2 separate regions of the Ovis aries genome follow, and region 1 is linked to region 2. Evidence: chromatin contacts called from public Hi-C data. All regions are on one chromosome and are shown on one strand. The core of a region is the stretch at or near the end of the contact, and the rest is flanking DNA. Distances in the headings are between cores, read along the strand shown. Region 1 has its middle 99 kb from the start of USP12. Region 2 has its middle 48 kb from the start of GTF3A.

Region 1 (2,985 bases), core at 303-2,802, 210 kb after region 2:
GGAAAAAGTCCCTTGCCCAGGACACCCTGACTGGAGAGATGAGGTGGGGTCTTGGTACAACCTAGCTGATGAATTAGATCACAAATAAAAGGCTCTAAGCACGCGGCTCAGCGGGTGGCCTCCTGAGGTTAGAGGATCCCAGAGCTGGCTGCCCGCTCACCAGGACAGGATGTCAATATTTGATGACATCCGGGGACCGCCTGGAGTGCCAGGTGACGGGTGTGCCGGCAGGAATCAGGATCAGCTTTTTCAAGGAACAGTACACGGCTCCTGTTCCACAAGGAGAGCCTGGAAAGTGTTCCAAGAGTCTCCTAGCTTCTGTCCTTAGTAGGAAAGGTGCCTCTGACTCTTGCTGTCAGTTCAGAAGGGCTGGTGGAGTGGGAGGTAAAGCACTGACAGGGTGAAATGTCTCTGAGCTGGGACTCCGTTGGTGGATGAGGACCCCAGCAGAAGGTTCGATAGAAGGTGCTGGAGCCAGAGCTGGGATGGCAGCTCATGGCGCCATCTTCATCCAGACAATGCCCTCCAGTGAGTCTTCACATCTGTTTGCAGATTGGGAGACCCCATTCGTCCTCTGCTGACATTGTGATTTCCTAGAACACTGAGGCTTTGTAGGCCCTTCATCTTAGATAATTAATTAATTTGACTGCACCGGGTCTTAGTTGCGGCATGAGAACTCTTGGGCTTCCCAGCGATGCTAGTGGTAAAGAACTCGCCTGCCAGTGCAGGAGATAAAAAGAGACGCAGTTTTGATCCCTGGCTCAGGAAGATCCTTGGAGAAGGGCATGGCAACCAACTCCAGTATTCTTGCCTGGAGAATCCCATGGACAGAGGAGCCTGGCAGGTTACAGTCCACGGGGTCACAAAGAGTTGGACACGACTGAAGTGACTTAGCACACGCACACTTGAGAATTCTTAGCTGTGGCATGTGGGATCTAGTTTCCTGACCAGGGATGAAACCCAGGCCCCCTGCATTGGGGGCAAGGAGTCTTAGCTACTAGACTGCCAGAGAAGTCTCTTAGAGTCCTTTTTATTGTTATTGCTTCTCTTTTGGCCTTGCCTCCCCAGTGAAAGGATTCTCCTGCACTCTGCAAAGTGCCATGATAGACCCAAATCAGGGTTTTAGCTGTCCTCACTTGTTCTGCATTTGAAGTTGTTCAGGAACTTTAGAAGAAAGTTGCTGGAGAATTTCATTGCAAGATGCCAAAGTGCTTTAAAAAAAAAAACAAAACTGAAAATCCTTTCTGAGTTTCACTCCTCTTGGAGAGAGGCCTTCCAAGGCTCAGGACCGGCAAGCCATAAAGATAAGAAGCCACGCAGCCTTCTCATCTTGGAAGGGCTTATCTGTATTGGGTCCGGGGAAAAGCCACCTCTTAGAGGACGCCCCCTGTTGGCGTTCTCACTGTGGACTTTACCAGGGCCATGTCCCCAGGCTCCTGACGTCAGGCCCCTGTACCTGTGGGCAGGGCCACGTTGGGTCATTGAAGTGAGCACACCCTGGAGAGGCAGGAAGCGTTAGCTGGAGTCAGAGTCGGGCGCCAGCAGGGCCCCTCCCCGGGGCCCTCTGCACTTGAGATAGCTCGGGGAAACTTTCTCATTATCAGTGTGACCTCCAGGGCCCTGAGCGGCCCGTTAATCATTACCTGGGCAGGGCTGTATCCTGGGCTCTCGGGCCTGTTTTTGCATCCAGCTGGGTTTATTACAGGCCAAGGGGCCTTGGTGGGTGTTTAGATTGCATACTGATGGGTGGCCACTTGGCTCCAACTCACCCTTGCTGGATGTAGGACACAGGCCTCTTCTGGGAAACTTGGGTCATTTGGGCAGCCGGTACCCCATCCCTTGAGCTACTGCAGGCCCTGAGCACCCAGCATCTCCTAGGGGAGAAAACCCAAGACAGAACTGGGGTACAGGAAGGCCAGGCCAAGAGGTGAAACCTCCGAGTTGGATGGTGAAGAAGCCAGGATGAGTCACGGCTGTGCCCCTGGGGGGCCTCTGCTCAGGGTCCAAACAGCTGGGCCAGATTGGGCTTCCTGTTCTGAAACCCTCTTTCCTTCTTGAAACCCCCCTCCTCCTCCTGTTTGTCCTCAGAGTTGCTGAGACCTACTGAAGATGGTCGATGCACCTGTTGCGAAAGTGAGTTGACTTTCCCGGTAGCATCTCCCAGCTTCCTGATGACCATAACCAAGTTCTCAGCAATCAAAGAAAGTTGGGTGGGGATGGGGCCCAGGGCCACCTGCCCAGATGGCCTCCCCTGAACGAGTCAGGTTTTACAGGAACACCTGGCCCTGACCCAGTCACTCGGTACAAAAGCCCTGTGCCTCCCCAGCCCCAACTCACCCATGTGCAGTGCTGTCCACACGATGCTGCCTGCCTCTGCCCCCACCACCTGCTTTCCCACCGCCTCCCCTAACTGGGCCACCTCTTAGACCCTGCCCTTGAGCCAGCGGCCTTCTCTAGACTGCCCGTCTTATTTAAGGCCTGAAACTCCTTCCCTTCCTCCGCGTGGGGTCTGCTCAGGGCCAGATCTGAACCGAGCTGATTTGTGTGTTTTTTCTGAAGTTGGTGCCCAGGCTGCACTGGGCTGGGCAGGGCTGCCCTTTCCTTTGGGTCACTCCAGGGAGCTCCTGGGCCTGCTGCAAGTACAGGGATGTCACAGGGGTGACGCTGGGGCCCCTTCTGTGTTGCTGGGAAATCTGGCTCTGCTTGGGGTTGGTGTCTGTGCAGAACAAGAGGGGACTCTTGGTTCAGATGCGCGTCCTCCTGTGTGCATCGCGTGAGCCCCTCCACCCGAGGGTGGTGAGGGGGAGGCTGCACTCACAGCCCCTCCCCCTCTGTAATCCAGGCAGTGGGGGTGGTCATGGGAGCAGCTTCCTCCCATGAGGAAGGGGGAGGGGGCTTAAACAAGGGCTAGATCTGAAGCCCCTCCCCTTGTACCCCCAGGGCATTTGTGGGTGGCTCTTTGGTTGGTGCAGGGCACAGGTGCTG
Region 2 (3,088 bases), core at 376-2,875:
CTCAAAAATATACAAGCAGTTCATTCAGCTCAATACCAGAAAAATAAATGACTCAGTCAAAAAATGGGCCAAAGAACTAAACAGACATTTCTCCAAAAAAGACATACATGTGGCCAACAAACATATGAAAAGATGCTCAAGATCACTCATTATCAGAGAAATGCAAATCAAAACCACAATGAGGTACCATCTCACGCCGGTCAGAAGGGCTGCCATCAAAAAGTCTACAAACAATAAATGCAGGAGAGGGTGTGGAGAAAAGGGAACCCTCTTACACTGTTGGTGAGAATGCAAACTAGTACAGCCACTATGGAGAACAGTGTGGAGATTCCGTAACTGGAAATAGAACTGCCATACGACCCAGCAATCCTACCACTGGGCATACACGCTGAGGAAACCAGAACTGAAAGAGACACGTGTACCCCAGTGTTCATCGCAGCACTGTTTACAATAGCTAGGACATGGAAGCCACCTAGATGTCCACTGGCAGATGAATGGATAACAAAGCTGTGGTACATATACACAATGGAATATTACTGGGCCATTAAAAAGAAAGCATTTGAATCAGTTCTAATGAGGTGGATGAAACTGGAGCCTATTATACAGAGTGAAGTAAGTCAGGAAGAGAGACACCAATAGAGTGCATTAATGCATATACATGAGTTTAGAAAAATGGTAACGACAACCCTAGATGCGAGACAGCAAAAGAGACACACATATAAAGAACAGACTTTTGGACTCTGTGGGAGAAGATGAGGGTGGGATGTTTTGAGAGAAAACACTGAAGCATGTGTATTTCCGTACGTAAAATAGATGACCAGTGCAAGTTCGATGCATGAAACAGGGCACTCAAAGCCGATACTCCGGGACAACCCTGAGGGATGGGATGGGGAGGGAGGCGGGAGGGGGGTTCAGGATGGGGGACACATGTACATCCACGGCTGAGTCACCTCAGTTCAGTTGCTCAGTCGTGTCCGGCTCTTTGAGACCCCATAGACTGCAACACGCCAGGCCTCCCTGTCCGTCACCAACTCCTGGAGTTTACTCAGACTCATGTCCATTTGAGTTGGTGATGCCATCCAACCATCTCATCCTCTGTCGTCCCCTTCTCCTTCCACCTTCAATCTTTCCCAGCATCAGAGTCTTCTCAAATGAGTCAGTTCTTTGCATCAGACAGCCAAAGTATTGGAGTTTCAGCTTCAGCGTCAGTCCTTCCAATGAATATGCAGGACTGATTTCCTTTTGGATGGACTGGTTGGATCTCCTTGCAGTCCAAGGCACTCTTAAGAGTCTTCTCCAACACCGCAGTTCAAAAGCATCAATTCATGTCAATGTATGGCAAAACCCACAATATTTTAAAGTAATTAGCCTCCAATTAAAATTATTTAACTTTTTTTTTTTTTTTAAGAGCGTGTCTGGTGGAGCCAGAGCTGGGAGGCTGCCCCTTGGAGGATATTCCAGGGTTCTTCTGTATGAATGTTTTATTTCTTGTGCACTATTTTGGATTGTGGAGCCCAGGCCACTGCCGTCTGCTCCGGGGAAGCTGGGCGGCGTCTGCCCGGGTGCCTGTGGCCCCCTCCGGCCGGAAGCTTGCCGGGCTTGTCCGGGGCGGCTGTCTGCCTGCTGACCAAGCCGTGCAAACAAGGGCAGCAGCTGCTCAGTGTGGACGCAAGCACAAGCACAGTTTGCAGAGTAAACGGACTCTAATTTGGACAAACAGGGCCGTGGCCGGGGGCCTGCGCGGCAGAGCGTCGAGGGTTGTTGGCATGGTGTTCCCACGGGCTGAGTGGGAACGGGCCCCCCCCCCCCACCTTCCCCAAGCTCCCCAGGGGAAGGAGACTGAATGGCTAGGACTGAAAAAGAAATTTACCTGGAAGGTGGACACCTTTCTAATTCACTGAGGATGCTGCCAAGCGAAGGGAAGGCTACGTGAAAGGGTGCGGGGTCTGATCAGGTTAAAATGTTTAAATGTTCCCACCAGCTTAGCAACCCAGCAGGTTAGCCCAGGCCCAATCTCAGAAAAGCAAGCTGGTGAAAGGACATAACACAGTAATTCCCACCCTGAATAAAAGTTGATCAAAGAGCCAGGGAGATTGCATCTCAAATGTTACTGCGTGTGCGCACCCCCTGGGTACAGGTAAGCTGATCTACCTGCCTCCCGGTGTCTGGGCAAACGGGAGGCATCATCTAGCTTCACTGGATCTTCCCTCTCTCCACTTATACTCCGAGGGCTGCTTAGAGACAGACCGAGACGGTAAAAGGCAGAGCACAGTGCCTGGCACATTGAGGATGTTAGATGGCAGATGTGCTGTTAACTTCAAAATTTTCACGGGACAAACACGCAGTGTGGTAGGACCCCACCACCCCTGGTGAAAGCATTGCTGCTAACACAGCTACACCTTCTCCAGAGACCTGGCCTCCTGAGGACACCACTTGCCCTGAAATTGCCTGGAAGTTTACTCCTGCTGACTTCGAGGTCATTGTTCAGTAGTTCAGTCGTGTCCGACTCTTTGTGACCCCATGGACTGTGGCCCACCAGACTCCTCTGTCTGTGGGGTTTCTCCAGGTAAGAACAGTGGAGTGGGGTGCCATTTCTTCCTCCAGGGGATCTGCCTGACCCAGGGATCGAACTCGAGTCCTGGGCATTGCAGACAGAGTCTGCCTGCTGACTTGCCTGCTGACTTGCCTGCTGACTTGCCTAGGTACAAAAATCCTGGCCCCCTTGTTGCATGTGGAACAGCTTCGCTGTTCTGTTCACATTGCAGACCTCGCCCAGGATCAGGCTGAGGCTACATTACATTTCTGTTCAGCGTCCCCCCTGCCTGACCCCCCTCACTCCCTGTGGATCGTCTTCCCCTGAGCACACGCCCTTCCTCAGCCTTTGCATGTCTCAGACCTCGGCCTCTGTCGCTGCCAGGCTCCAGCAACCTAGCAGGGAGAATGTGGTCCCTGCGCTGAGATGGTCTGTGGAGGGACAGTGACTGGCAAGGGGACAATTAATTACAGTAAGAGATTCCACAGCCATAACGCTGGGACGGCGTGCGAGCTCACAGGATGGGTCCCTGATGCAGGAAAATATTCTCGGGGG

What was found. Hi-C and Micro-C count contacts between places; a contact is called where the count stands out from the background.
Region 1: a Hi-C map of liver shows a contact between it and region 2, with 6 times the contacts expected there. The contact joins two enhancer-like sites. A contact is called at or near these places in 11 of 16 Hi-C or Micro-C datasets (blood, hypothalamus, liver and 6 more).

What each region holds. Positions count from the first base shown.
Region 1 is chr10:33,036,774-33,039,758 of ARS-UI_Ramb_v3.0, forward strand. No RefSeq gene overlaps it. Among named protein-coding and RNA genes, the nearest start is that of USP12, 99 kb to the left of the region's middle. Within about 2 kb of position 1,553, at least 8 of the 54 cell types and tissues checked have an H3K27ac peak or open chromatin away from gene starts, as enhancers often do. A contact at or near this core is called in liver, where this site is marked.
Region 2 is chr10:32,822,641-32,825,728 of ARS-UI_Ramb_v3.0, forward strand. No RefSeq gene overlaps it. Among named protein-coding and RNA genes, the nearest start is that of GTF3A, 48 kb to the left of the region's middle. Within about 2 kb of position 1,626, at least 2 of the 54 cell types and tissues checked have an H3K27ac peak or open chromatin away from gene starts, as enhancers often do. A contact at or near this core is called in liver, where this site is marked.